Regions from separate parts of the Mus musculus genome. Here region 1 is linked to region 2. Evidence: chromatin contacts called from public Hi-C data. All regions are on one chromosome and are shown on one strand. The core of a region is the stretch at or near the end of the contact, and the rest is flanking DNA. Distances in the headings are between cores, read along the strand shown. Region 1 holds the start of Gm25608 (a small nucleolar RNA gene). Region 2 holds the start of Rell1 (RELT-like 1).

Region 1 (6,826 bases), core at 4,309-6,808, 38 kb after region 2:
CTGTGTCATGGAGATCCTGTAGTTTTGGATCTGTAGGGCTGGCCTTTTATTTCACTTTAGCAGTTAATTGATGGAGTATATATTGGGATGGGCCAATTCAAAGTCCTGGATCTGGGCCTGAGAGGTCTCCGAGATGGTCAGCTCATTGACTCTCACACACTCATGCCCGTGGGGTCTGCTCAGTAGCAAGGCCAGCTCTACCCTGCTACCCAGACAAGTGTTATAGCCTGTGAGGGACAGGATCAGCTCTCTGGCTCTCGTTACCCCAGGACCAGTTCTCTTGCCTGCCATAGATAATGAGGAAAGATGGCGGGGGAAGAAACAAGAGATCATGCCACCCTTGCCCGTGCCACCACACAACAGACAAGAGATCACATCCTTGGAGCTGGCTCATCCAAAACTCCCAAGCTGCTCTCCCAAATAATGCAGTTGTTTAGAGGTAGGGCCAGCTCTCCCCTGATGCCCAAACAAGGGGTGGGGCCAGCTTTGCAGTAGCTCTCAGACATCAACATGCCTCCAGGCAATTGCTCAGACCAGGGAAGTCTACCTGGCCTTTGATGGTAACTGATCCCTGCTGCTTCAGGAACCACAAACCAGATGTGGCCCCCAGAAGCAGCACATACAAGAACCTGGGGGGGGGGGGCATCACCATCGCTGGCTACTCACATAAGGCTGTCCCTCCCTACTCTTGAGTCTCCAGTTCTGCCTCCCTTCATTGTGCCCATATCCTTTGGTTTCTCCTTCTCTTCTGTTTCTCTACCACTTATTTGATCCTCTTAGTGGATCTCAGGGTCTCTGAGTGTCTGAGGTTATCTCAGAAGTGGTCTCAGGAGTGCTGTGACCTACTTCAGCATTATGGCACCGGGCAAAGGTCATCTCGGTCATAGTTTGCTCTCCCAAACCTGTGCATCACTGGACTAATAGTAATCTCAGGCTAGCTTCCTGTCTCCCTGTCCAAGCCCCATGGTGCTGCTGTGGTGGTCCTCGAGGGCTTGCACTTCATCAGGGTTCTGTGGCCCCAGCCAGATTCTTCTAGTCTCTGGCTTGCTTCCTGATCTGGGAATCCATCTGGGCCTACACAGCACCAGACTGGTGGTCATCTCAGACCCCCCCCCTTTTTCAGGGAGCGTTTGACTACTCATCAATCAAATGTTCACAGGTCAGAACACTAAGCACAGACATAGCCTTTCACCCTCCTGCCACCTATGGACACACAGGTGACACAGCAGGCACACCTGTAAAACCTCTAAGGGCAGGGCAATACTCATCTTTTAAGAAGAAAATTAAAAATTTCAGACAAGAGTCTTACTATATTGTCCTTGACTGGTCTGAAATTTGTAGCAGTCCTCCTGTCTCAGCTTCCTGAAAGTAATCATTTTAAAAAAATGCTTTTATTTTATGTTACGTGATAAGCATTTATCTTAAATGAATGTTTGCACCACATGCAAGTCTGGTACCCCTGGAGGCCAGGAGAGCTATCAGATCCTCTGGAACTGGAGTTACAGATATCTGTGAGCTGCCTTGTGGATACTGGGAATCCCGGGTCCTCTGTCAGAGCCGTCAGCCCCCTAGAACCACCTTTTAAGGAACCATGAATGCTGAGTGTGACCAGGGTTAGGAGGCAGTGACAGGTGCCTGATGCCCATGGATTTTTTTTTTTTTTTTTGGCTTCATTTTCACTATCCTCTACCCTAGTCAGAGGATAGTAGTTTAGAAGTCAGATAGGGAAATATGTGAGCCATTTGAAGCTGTTGGGTTTTTTACTAAACCACAAAATGAATAACGTTTAAGAGCTAAGAGGCCAGTGTTGCAATTAGTCATGTCTTCCAGAGAGAAGAAAAGCAAGAGTGAATGGTGCACTTGGGAGGCTGAGGCTGGAAGACTGTGAGTTCAAGGCCAACTAGGCCTACTCAAGGAAACGCCCCTCCTCATACACACATCTTCTTCCTCCTCCTCCTCTTTCTTCTTAAAAAAACTTACTGTGCATAAATAGGTTTGAATATGCATATGATGGCACTCCTTTAAATTTTTCAGTGTCTTCAGAATATTTTATGTTTTACAGAGCAAATACACGGTTTTATTCCGTGCTAACTTATTGGGAATACTAAGTAATCTGTCTTCTCTTCAACACGCTACATTTGTACGCACATCTCTGTCCCTTCCTGTGCTCCCTGCCTTCCTGTTATCATGGACTCAGAGGAAAGCAGACAGTCCGGGCTGAAGACAGAAGTGGGTCAGAGTGTTTGGATCAAGCAGCCTGAGAACCAGGCAGGATAGGAATAGAGCTTGCCAATAGCATTCCTGGCCAGAGCCGAGCAGAAACTGCCTAAGAGGCAGAAGTTATAGGCTGGGAGGGGCGGATTTAGAACAGACCAACCCAAGAGTCATTGTGAGTCAAGAACTATTAGGAACCCAGAACCCAGATCTTCGAGTCTTCAGTGCATACCGTGACCATTTCAAGTCATTCTGGTCCTTCATTCAGTCACTCCTCCCTCATGCATTTGACTCATGGGCAATAAATAGCACACTTTTAGAGTCTTTCAGGAAGACTATAAAGCTTCATATTTGACAGAAGGTATGCCAAGAATTTGGGCCTGCATTTTAAAGTGCTAGGGTAGCTTTTGATGTTAGCTAATAGCCGTGAGCTGCTATTAAGGAGTTTTGCTTTCTTGGGGTTGCCTCTCATTGAGGAAGCCCAAGCAACATGGAGGGGATCCATACGAGCGTTCCAGTCAACAGCCCTAGCCGAGTTCATTGCTTAGCCAACTCAGCTCATTGAGGAAACCAGCTACCTCAGCTGTGTGAGTCACTACATCTCACAGCACAGGCAGGGTGCAGAAGCTGTCTCTCCTGTGCTACTCTTGAATTCTCGATCCAGAGGCTCCAAGAGCATAATAAATGTGGCACTGTGTTCCAAGCCTTCATTCCAGAATGACATCCTACCTGTGTTGTTGTACTCCCGAGGATACTGCGAGATAAGAGAGCATAAGAGAGATGGGGAACAGAGCCCTCGAGGGTTCTGTCAGATCACAACTCGAGGAAGAAGTGGTGGCCAGGTTGAATCCCAGGCTTATTTAGATCTAAAGCTACAGCTCTTACCCCTCTCAGGGAACCGTGGGGAATCTCTCTGATTGAAAGACAGAGCCAGGGTTATGTGTCTGTCTTTCTCCCAAATGTGCATTGAATCTTCCATACTGAAATAATGATGTGAAGCCCCCGGAACTGAATCCCCATTGTGATGACTGGAGAGAATGGAGATTCAGTCTATGATATTTAGAATTGGGGCCTTTAGGGGGTGATGTGAACTGCATATGGTCACTAGGGTGAGAATTCCACAATTAAATCTCGGCAGCTCTAGAAGATGACGAAAGAGAGTCTGAGACCTACTTAGAATGCCCTGAGGTGCTTCAGGCATCTGCCTAGAAGATGGCTGTGATCAGATGTGACTTTTGGATCAGCACCATTATCCCAAGTAAACCTTTTTTTTTTTTTTTTTCCTAGCTCATCTTCTCTGTGATAGTGTGTTATTAGCAACAGAAAGCAGATTATGACAAAGTACTCTATTCTCCTGGGCATTTCTCTTCTTCATTCTAAGGCTTCCCAAAGATGAGAGATACCACTAAGAAATGCCTCTGTTTATAATCTGAACGGACAGAGTGGTTACTTTTTTGATGTTGCTCCTTTGCTCGCTTGAGGTTATAAGATAATGGACTAATCTGTTGACTCGGTTGGTGGTGAGCCAGATGGGACAGATATTCTTTTTTATGTTCACTTTTCTTTCTTTCTTTTCACGAATTCTGATGCTATTTGAAGTTTCTGAACCAGTGACTCCACAGCTTGGGGTGGGACTGCGGGCGGGGGGGAGGGACAAGAAGGCGAGGGTGACTGTCACATATTATTTGGTTGGATTCAGTTTATATATCACCCAATTCTCATAGCTACATCCTAAGGAAAACCCTAGACTGGCAAGATGGCTCAGAGCGTAAAGGCTCTTTAACCCTGATGGTCTGAGTTTGACCTATGGGATCCACTTGGTGGGAGAGAACTCACTCTCCCAGGTCTAATGTTGTTTCGTGGACACACGCGAACATACACACAAAGAGACAAATATATAAACGTAATGGAAACTTTTTTTTTGAAAAAGCAAACCCTTTCACATTGACCTCTTTTAAGCATTTTTATTTTTCAAATTTTAAATATTCTAGCACCTTCTTACTAAGATGAAAGCCCTTCGATTCTACCGCTGTAATTTAGTTATTCCTATCTATTCCTATTTGTTTTACCTATGGATGTTAGCATAATCCTTAATTGGATTCAGTCTCTCTCATGGTTTTCCTAGGGGCGTGGTGATATCATTTTAATAAGTACCAAGATCACTTTCATTTTAGAGATTAAGTCTCAGAAGTGGGAAGCCGTTTCCTTAGGTGTCAGAATTCCTAGGTACCAGGAATAAAAGTTGATCAAATCTCTTCTAACACTGAGATTCTCTTTCTATTTTCTACACCATTAGAAATTTGTAAGTTATGAATCATCAAAACTTATCTTAAAGTACTTTAAAAATAGAGAATTTGGCCAGGGTGGCGACACATTTAATGGTAGCAATTAGGAAGCAGAAGCAAGTGGGTCTCTGTGAGCTCGAGGCCAGCCTGGTTTACACAACTAGATCTAAGCCAGCCAGAGCTGCAGAGAGACTTTGTCTCAACTAACAAATAATAGAACTTAAAGAAAAGTTCAATTTATCAGCAGCTAGCTAGTACCCTGCCTGTGGTTATGATAATGCCCCATCCACCGAAATCTTGCTTTCTTACCATAATGTTTTCCTAGAATATTCCAGGCATTAACTTGAAAAAGTGGTGGTTGTTATTGTCTCCCCCTTCGGCTCAAGCATTTATATTCATAGCTTATAAATGACAGAAAAAAAGTGTGCATATTGCAGGACCTTTGACATGCTAAGCAAACACTCTACCACTGAATATGACCACAGATTTGTAGCCCAGCGAGCAACAATTTTGAATTGGAATTCCGTGTTAACCAATTACTTGTGTGTGACTGGGATAATTCATTGTTTGTTCCGGGAGGGGGGGGGGGCTGGTTTACAGGTCTCTAAGGTTCTCTTCCGCTCGAAAAGCTAAGTCTAATGTGAAACACAACTCAGAACTTACTCAACCATTTGTAACCAACCACCTGCTCGCATCTCCTCAACATTTCTTATGTTGAAATTCTAATTGTAATGTTATGGTCATCTGAGGTGAGGGACTGAGGGAGAGAGCAGGTCATGAGGGTGGAGCCCTCTCAAGGGTGAGCTAAGTGTCTTTCTGAAGAGTTCTGGGGGACCTTGTTCATCTCCTCCTACACTTGAGAACACAGCAACCACCCAAAAGCCAGGCTTCTCCAACTCCACACCTGTTGGCACGGTGATCTTCAACCTAAGGGCCTCCAAGAATGATGAGAGATGAACTCTGTTGCTATTAGCCCGCCAGTTTGGGTACTTTGTTTCAACAGCCCAGCCGCTGATGGAGCAATGTCGTCACCACCTCAGCATGGCTCAGGGTGTGTTGAATCTTTCACAGTGTGGAACAGAACTGTCTGACCAGCCTGGATTTGCCTGGGCCTGTTTGCTGGATCCCAGAACAGAACTTACACAGGTGGAAAGGCTCTGCAACACTTCTTGAGCCCTTGTTCCCTCCCTACAGTGAATGAATTCCTTTTTTATGTGTTTATATTTTCTATCCAGCTTCCTGGCCAAAGCCCCAATCTTTCTTTCTCTTAGGTAGTCACCTAAAGAGAAGTGACCTGACTATTTGGGATGTTTCCCACTTTATAGCTTGGTGCCTTTTAAACTATGATTAAAGGACTTTTAAAACAGTCCAATGAATCTCACACTAACAATCTCTCCTGGTGACATTTCAGGCATAATAAAGAGAATTTGTATTAACTTTTTAACTATTGTCACCACTCCCTCCCTTCAGTGAAATCTGAAGAGACTGTGTGAAATGAGATCTGGGTCAGTGTGCTGCATCAGAGATATGCTGGGTCCTATTCTGTGGTTACAGATAGGACCTTGACTTGTTAATAGAGAAACTAGCTATTATATAAGCCACTTAGTATCAAGTACTCAGGTATCATACATCAGGAATGGATCTCTCTTGAAAATGATGATATGCCAGGCATGGTGATACGTGCCTATAAATAGGGAAGTTGAGGCAGGAAGGCTGTCAGATCTAGGCCAGCCTGAGCTCCATACCTGTCTTTAAATAGTTAAAATAAAAATAACAATATAACCCTTACCATGTGACAGGGTATGCAGTACTCTATAGAGTTATTACTTTTGACAGACAGTTCTTTAAGTATCAGCTATTACTTGTCTCCTCTCCAGTTATCAGTGTTCCATCAGAATTTGGTGGTGGAGGTAGAGATGGAGGTGATCAAGATAGTGGTGTGTGTGCGTTTGTGTGTGTGTGCACATGTTGTGTGTGTTCATGTGCACACACACATGCACTCATAGGCACTTACTGGAATGAAGCCCAACTCCTTGCGGATGGTGGCCAAGCACTGTAGCACTGAACCATGCCTCAGTTGCTATTCCACCAGCTGGAATTCTCTCAGCTCCTTCCTTGCCTGTCGAGGTCCTCCATCTGGACTTCTGAGGGTCACTCATGAGGAAGGTGCTCCCTCCTCATGCTCAGGCACCATTCAATGACCTTTAAAGTAAGCTGGCACTGGACACCTAATGCAAAGGAGAACCTAACTGTGCTGGTGTCTGTCCTTCAAGTCCCTGCTAAGCATTCCTCCCTTCCTGCATTCTCAGTGTCTGCCTCCACACTAC
Region 2 (7,414 bases), core at 3,660-6,159:
GTATATGTATAAGTATGTGTGTGTATATATGTGTGTATATATATGTGTATATATACATATATATATAGTGTGTGTGTGTATGTGTGAGAGAGTATGTGTATGTATGTATTTAAAATAAAAAAAATCCTCATTTTTTTCAGAGCATTTTGCATTTGTGAAATGTCCAGAAAGGATTACAGCACTGTACAAATGCTCTGGATACTAGAGAGAAGCAAAGAAAACCAACCTGATAAAGGATAGTAAAAAAAATAAATAGCCCATCTTACAAGAACCAAAGATGATAACATTAAAACAAGGTACCAACACATAGCTTTTGCCTAAAACATTAGCAGCTACCTTTTTATTTTCAGGGGAAAAATACTAAGAGCGGGCAGTGAGTGCTTCAAACCACTGTGGTAAGAGTACAAACCGGAAGTTATCAACGGCCTCACAATGTGAACTGCACCGACCTCTAAGCTGCTTTTCCAAGAACCCATCTTCTACACAGGCAGTCAACTATGACACCAAGCCTTGTGGACAGAGGTGTTCAGGGAAACAATGGAGAAATTTAAATCTCATTTTAAAACAATCAATGACAGCTACAGCCTTCCGGAAAGGAGGCATGGTGTGGCAAAAACACAGTGAAGCTACGGGATGGAACTCTAAGACACCTTCCCAGTGCTTCAGGAGAGAGCCAGCCTATGACTAAGGTAAAAGGGACCCGGGCCAATAAAACTACACTGCATTAGGATACTACCCGAGGTCAGGGTGCAGGAAGAGAGACCAGAATGGAATGCAAACTGAGGCAAGTGCCTCCAGGTAAGAGATCAAAGGCTAACTCCCTCCTCCCACGCAAACGGCAGGAGGGACTTTGCAAAACTACCTAGACCGCTGCAGAGTCATACCGCTGTGACTCTTCAGAAACATTTTAGAATGAAAAGAATTTTCTTTCCAAAGAGGAAAAAGAATAGTTTGCAATGCACTTTAGAACTGAACAGATAGGACAGAGTGTAACAGTGTAACAGATGGGACAGAGGCCCAGGTAACTCCCTGTAACTTCCCGCTTCTCAGAGGGTCCACATTCCCAGCCTTTAACACAGGATCAGTCGGGTGGGATTACACAGAGGAAGTGATCTGAGGACAAACCCTATAGACCAAGCTGGCTTCAAATTCACAGAGATAAGCCTGATTCTGCCTCCTCAGTACTGGGATTGAAAGGATGCGCCACCATGCTTAGCCTTCTTTTTACTCTCTTGGCTTAGCAGCCCCAAACTCCTTGCTGTGGACGACATTTTACGTACATTCAGATTGTATAGTATTAGTCCTAATTAAATGTGGCATATAAATGATACATAGCATAACCCTGGGATAAAGACAAAATTGCATACATGTAAATAAGAGAATTTTAAAATCTTTACCAGTTCCTAAACACAACCACAAGGATTACTGGACAACTCTTAAGAGACTGTTTTAACTAATGACAATTTGCTTTTGTTTCTTTTTCTTTACTTTTTCTTTTTATTCATTTGTTTGTTGGTTGGTTGGTTGGTTGGTTGGTTTATTGGCTTTTGGTAGTGCTGGGGACTGAAGCCAGGCACTCCTGAACATGAGAGGAAGCAGGCAGGCAGGGTGAGTGTCCTGCCACTGAACACCCAAAGCCCAGACGCCACTGTGTCATCATGATGCCAACTTTTGATTTTAGGCCTTCAAACTTAGACCAAATTGTTTTCAATAACAGTATTTTTAATGTGCATCCTTCTAAATGCTATAATTAAAATGGTCCAGTATGCAATAAGACTAAAACATCAAAGCCACATTATTTTTTTTAAAGTAAAAAAAAAAAAAAAAAATCAAAGTTCGCTGTTTGAATCACCTGGACTGTGGCTTCTCACATTCAAATCCAAGTCTTCCCAAAATTCCCTCATTCTTTTCTGAAGGATTAGAAAAAAATGCACAGAGGAGATAAAGAAATGTCAGCCACTGGTGATATTTTTCATTTCCTCTTTGAATTTGGAGTAAGCATGAAGTCCAAAGCTCTAAACAGTATTTTTTTTTTTCCAAAACACTGCACCCAATGTCTATGAACTATGTGGACATTCAGCTAAGCAGCTGTCCAGCCAAAAGAGAACCCAGAGTTTAATCAAACATATCTTCAACATCTAAATGAGGAATCTGAGGCTGGCTGGATGCCCACAGAGCCCAGGGACTGTGCATCCCTCACAGCTCCAACCCTGGAACTGTTTTCCCATCTCTCTACTCAAGGGCTGTGCCCAGTGACAGGAGAGGTAAGAAACGGAGACCAAGGAGGACAAGTCACCAGAGAACTCAAGGACATAAATAAGGCAGGACCTGGAAAAGCAGCTCTGTTACTTGCAAAGTAGCTTCTAATGCCACTGTCTAGATGGCTTACAGTAAAGGAAGTGAAGCCCTGGCAGTGGTGGCGCATGCCTTTAGTCCCAGCACTTGGGAGACAGAGCCAGGCGGATTTCTGAGTTCGAGGCCAATCTGGTCTACAGAGTGAGTTCCAGGACTGCCAGGGATACACAGAGAAAACCTGTCTCAAAGAAAAAAAAAAAAAAAAAGGAAGTGATAGAGACTGCCACCCACCCTCTGAGAAGCTCTCTGTCGGTTCTCCACTGTATGGCTCAGATGACTACATACTCCTGATGTGATGTTTGGGCATCTTAGAACTAACTACCTTACAATTTAAGTCAGGTTGCTGAGGCTGACCTATCCTCTATTTTCTCTGGGAAGCATGGGGGACAGTAGAAAGATGATGAATTTAAAACCAAACAGGCTGTATTTATCCCCCCACCCCCCACCCCCCTCTCCCTTCCCCCTACCTCCCACCCCACCCAACCAATGCTTACTGATACAGTGCCTATGTAATGACAGGCCTCAGTTGATCTACAGAGAATAAACACATCTTGGGTCATGAGGAATAAGTTTTAAAATACACATGAAGCACCCAGCTAAAGCACACGGCAGGCTGTCTCTATCAGATGCCATCTCCTTCTTCCTACTTCTGGACTTGGAGTCCAAAGAGATCAGCTGCCAGATGTTCCAGGCTCATCTCTTGATACAGGCCCTAAGCCAGCCAACAAACTGGAAGTTCTATCCTCTCCACCTTAGGTACTTCATTCTTTTTAAGCACTAACTTTCACTCATAAAAGGTTACTAATAGCACCACTCCGTAGAACTTTCTTCAGTCACATTGCAGGCCTGACACCCGGATGTTGTTCAGAAACCCAGCAAAACAAAAACCCACTCTAGGAATGGATTTCTCCTGATGATGGCTGGTTACATGCCTCACTTACTAAACTGTAACAATCTTGCTCCCAGGTTCATCTTTTCTGTTATTGTTCCAAACTCTGCAACAAGTGATACCACTTACTACCTGCAGTCTCCAATCTACGTTGAAACTATGTTGTAGTTACAAGTCTCGGGAAAGAAGCCCAGGATGCACGGGAAAATCTCCCATCCAATAGAACGAGTCACCAGCTTCCCTTTCCCCTGGGTAGATGGCTGAAGGAAATGCGGATCTGCTAATAAATACCCAGGAGACACATCGTCTATCTATCCTGTTCCCTTGCTAGCTCGTTCTGATGCCCATGAAAAAGTAAAGGACAAATGAGAAGCAGGCTCCAAAGCTCCGAGTGACTAGAACATTCTCCAAAAAGAAGAGCAGCACGTATATTTTATAGAGAAGACAGTCACCGTTGGAAGCCTTCCAGCTGCTTATTATTTGGGCCTGAAGAGGAGCCACCCCTGAAGGCAAGCTTGGCAGAGCCTGCTGACGTAAGAATCAGCCTGTGGTAACCCCAAACGGCCAGGAAGGCTTAACTTTTTTTTTTTAAGTACTGCAGCGAGGTGGCAATTAAGAGGGGGAAACAATTATTAAGAATCCCTGGTGTGTGCCTTATAAAAACAGGAGCACAAGGCAAAGGCGTCCTTAAGTAAAAGGTAGACCTCTTAGATTTCAGTTAGAAACTCCCGCTGATGGCTTGTAGTTGAAGACAGCACTCAGCGTCTCGGCTTGGTGGCTTCCACCCCGACCACAGAGGTTCCTTTTGTGATGACAGGATTTGATACAAAGAAAAAGCAGTATACATTATAGATGTCTTTCCTCTTTCCCGGCCTAATTTATCCAGCATGTATGGGAAGGAGTGAGAAATTCCCGACTTACTAAAAGAATCCATAACCACCTGCAAAGACTGGCACTTTCAAGGCTTTAACATAATGAAAAGGAAAGAAGAAAATAAAGCGAGGAAGGAGGCTGGAAAGCAGAACCCTATCCCGGGTGTCAAGATATTCGCCTGGTGAGGCCTCTGAGGACCAGGACAGTAGAAAGGGGTCCACGGCTAGGGAGAAGGCATCCCAGGAAAGCGACATCCTGAAGAATCCGAGTTGGGGTCCCGCCGTTTTTTAGAAGCGGCGGGGAGGGAAGGCGGGACCCCGGCAGGCGGGTGGGGAAGGACTGGAGCCGCGCTGCGCGCCGCACCCTGCCCGGGCCACCCCGGGACACCCAGATGTTCAGAGCCAGATCCGGTAGCACAGCAGGGCGCGCGCAACTCAGGGCGCGGCGGGGTTGTGGGCTCGACCGACTCGTCGAGCCCCTGGCTCCCTTCCGTGCGCAGACCCAACTCACCAGGCGTCCCGACCAGGACCAAAGCACTCACCGGCGGCCACCAGCGGCGAACTCACAGCGCCTCCCACGAACACTGAAGCAGCAAGCACAGCGGACCCCGGGAGTCCCCACAGAGCCATCGCCGCGTCCCTCTGCCCTCCTCGCCCCGGCCGCGGCGTCCCGGGTCGGGGTAGACGGTGCAGCTCGAGGGCTGCCGGGTGGATTGAATGCAGGAGCTCGGCCCCCGCGAGCCCCTACCCGCTCAGCCTGGACCCGCCAGGACCCCGCCCACCGCACGGAAGCCCCGCCCCTGATCGCCGCGCCCCGGTCCCTTGAAGCCTGGACCCGCCTCCGCACGCATGACCCCGCCCCCGAGTCCAGGCCGCGCCTCTCCTGTCACTCCCGCTTCCCCTCTAAACCCTTGGGTCGCGTCAGCCGCGCGCCCAAGCCGTGGCCCCACCCCGAGCCCCGCCCACTGCTGACCCTCTCCGCCTCCTCTGCTGGGCGGGCTAACCCTGCCCAGCCAAGTGGCGGGTCTGCGCGGGAGCCTCAGGCTGGGGCGGGTTACTCCCTTCTCCTGGGTCCTGGGACTAGTCAGATGCGGGAAGAGGAAGGCAGAGGTTAGGCCAGGAAGCCCAGGATGGAGAGCAGACAGGACCAGCAGTTTCAGAATGGCGCGATGTTTTTTTTTTTTTTCTCAATCGGAGTCTTTACCCAGTTAATTAACCTTCGTTAGTGGTCTAGGAAGGAATGCTACGTTCAAAGTCATGGTTGATCGTTTAAACATTAAGGAGAATAAATTAAAAAAAAAAAACTTTTTTAATTGTCCCCATCCCATTCTGTCTAAGCTACTTCTATTGAGGAACACGTCCCCACACACTGGTTGTTTGCTTGCGTTGGACTGGGTTTTGTTTTAATCATCTTGCAAACACTCCCCTGGAACAATTCTTCAACTTTCCAGTCACTTCTGTCTTCATATCCTCACATCAGCTCGGTAAGGTGAGTATTATCCCCATGTCACCGGCCAGGAAGTGAGCTCATGAAGTCTGCATGACCTGGGCCACCATGATCCATGTATCTCCAGTGTTTGCTTGCAGGTTTAATCTCAGCTCCTGGCTCAAGGACAGCATGCACTAAGAGGGCAGAAGTAGTTGTTAAAGGGGAATGTACCTTTTTCTGACTAGCTTCCTTTTAACTAACCAATAGCCTCGTTTTAACTAATCCGTGGAGACTCCACACAAGGTCCTTAAAGCCCAGTCCTGACAGATGTGAGCTGAATGGAGGGTGGGTCTTCAGCCCCTTCTGTAAACTGACTGGTGGCCTCTAATGCTCAAGGGGGAGTTATTTCTCCTCTCTAACACCCTCCACCCTTCTGTTACAAATAGCAATGATGTGAGAATTACCAGGGAGAGAAGCTGAAGGTTGGAGGCCCTGCCCTTTGAGTCAAAGACAGGAACTATGGATCCTATGCACAATTTGTGGCACATCCTGTAGTCTGACAAATGTATCAAAGGGAAAGGTCTGAGAAAGAATGCAGAGGAAAGACATTGTGCTGGCCAGTTTTTTTTTTGTTTTGTTTTGTTTTGTTTGTCAACTCAACACAAACTAGAGATTTGTCTGAGAACCTCAATTGGAAAAAAATATCTCCATAAGATCAGGTTGTAGGCAAGTCTGTAGGGCATTTTTCTTAATGAGTGATTGATGGGGGAGGGCCCAGCCGATTGTGGTTTCTGTAAGAAAGCAGACTGTCCAAGCCACGAGGAACAAAGCCAATAAGCAGCACCCTTCCACGGTCTGGGGGCCAACTCCTGCCTCCAGGCTCCTACCCTGCTTGAGTTCCCGGTTTGTTTCCTCTGATAATTAAACAGCAACGTGGAAGTGTAAGCCAAACAAGCCCTTTCCTCCCTGTGGTGGTTTGAATAGGACTGGCTCCCATAGACTCCTGTGTTTGAATGCTTGTCCCCAGAGAGTGACACTATTAGGAGGTGTGGCCTTGATGGAGGAAGTAAGTCCCTGGGGATTGGGCTTTGATATCTCAGAAGCTCAAGCCAGGCATACTGGTTTAAGGCTGCCTGAGGATCTGAACGCTCAGCTGCCTCTCCACGGGTGTTTGCATGCCACCATGCTTCCAGCCATGATGACAATGAACTAAAACTCTGAACGGTAGCCAGCCCCAATAAATTGTTGTCCTTTATAAGAGTTGCTATGGTCATGGTGTCTCTCCACAACAATAGAACAGTGACTAAGACACTCTCACAAGTTGTTTTGGTCACAGTGTTTCATCACAGCAATAGTAAACCCTACAAAGTAAGCAATAGAACAAACATTCATGTGGTTATCTAACTATTAGAGGAGAGAATCCTGGGCTTAGAAACTGAAGGACAAATTATCAACAGTCACCAAACCAGCTGCATCACTCATTGGAAATACTGAGCTAAGTGCCGGAAAGGGGTCTGGGGTCCCAGGGAAATGCACACAATCCAAAGCATTTTGGCAACACCAAAAGTTTTGCCTCAGCAGAAGGGTATGAAGCCAGGCCAGATCAAGCTGGCAAGCACACCCAGTGGCTGCCCTGCAGGGTTTTTATTCCTAAACAAAAGGGGTCCTGCGCCTCACTCTGAATGGTCAGAGGTCAACCTCACACCATTAAGCAATTGACTAGTTTAAAGTGACAAAGCTTGTAAGCAGGGTGCAGTTTTCAGCAGGGAGGCCACCCTGAGCACATTTTTGATTTCAAGAAGTGCTGACCCTGGAGGAACTTGAATTTCTGCTAAGGAACTTCTTTATGATTTTTTTAAACAGAGATTT

What was found. A called contact is a pair of places that touch in the nucleus more often than the background predicts.
Region 1: a Hi-C map of muscle stem cells shows a contact between it and region 2, with 2.0 times the contacts expected there. The contact joins the enhancer-like site here to the promoter of Rell1 in region 2. A contact is called at or near these places in 4 of 484 Hi-C or Micro-C datasets (CD4 T cells, embryonic stem cells, muscle stem cells and 1 more), 5 of 115 datasets of contacts at active chromatin or transcription factors (bone marrow-derived macrophages, embryonic fibroblasts and embryonic stem cells) and 2 of 9 other capture datasets (adipose tissue and pancreatic islet).

Annotation. Positions count from the first base shown.
Region 1 is chr5:64,001,228-64,008,053 of GRCm38.p6, forward strand. It overlaps Gm25608 (a small nucleolar RNA gene), which reads right to left and starts at 1,257; the gene lies at 1,126-1,257. Within about 2 kb of position 5,559, at least 12 of the 459 cell types and tissues checked have an H3K27ac peak or open chromatin away from gene starts, as enhancers often do. A contact at or near this core is called in muscle stem cells, where this site is marked.
Region 2 is chr5:63,963,988-63,971,401 of GRCm38.p6, forward strand. Rell1 (RELT-like 1) reads right to left here and starts at 4,910. Exons shown (of 7, transcript NM_145923.4): 1 at 4,659-4,910. The coding sequence starts at 4,746.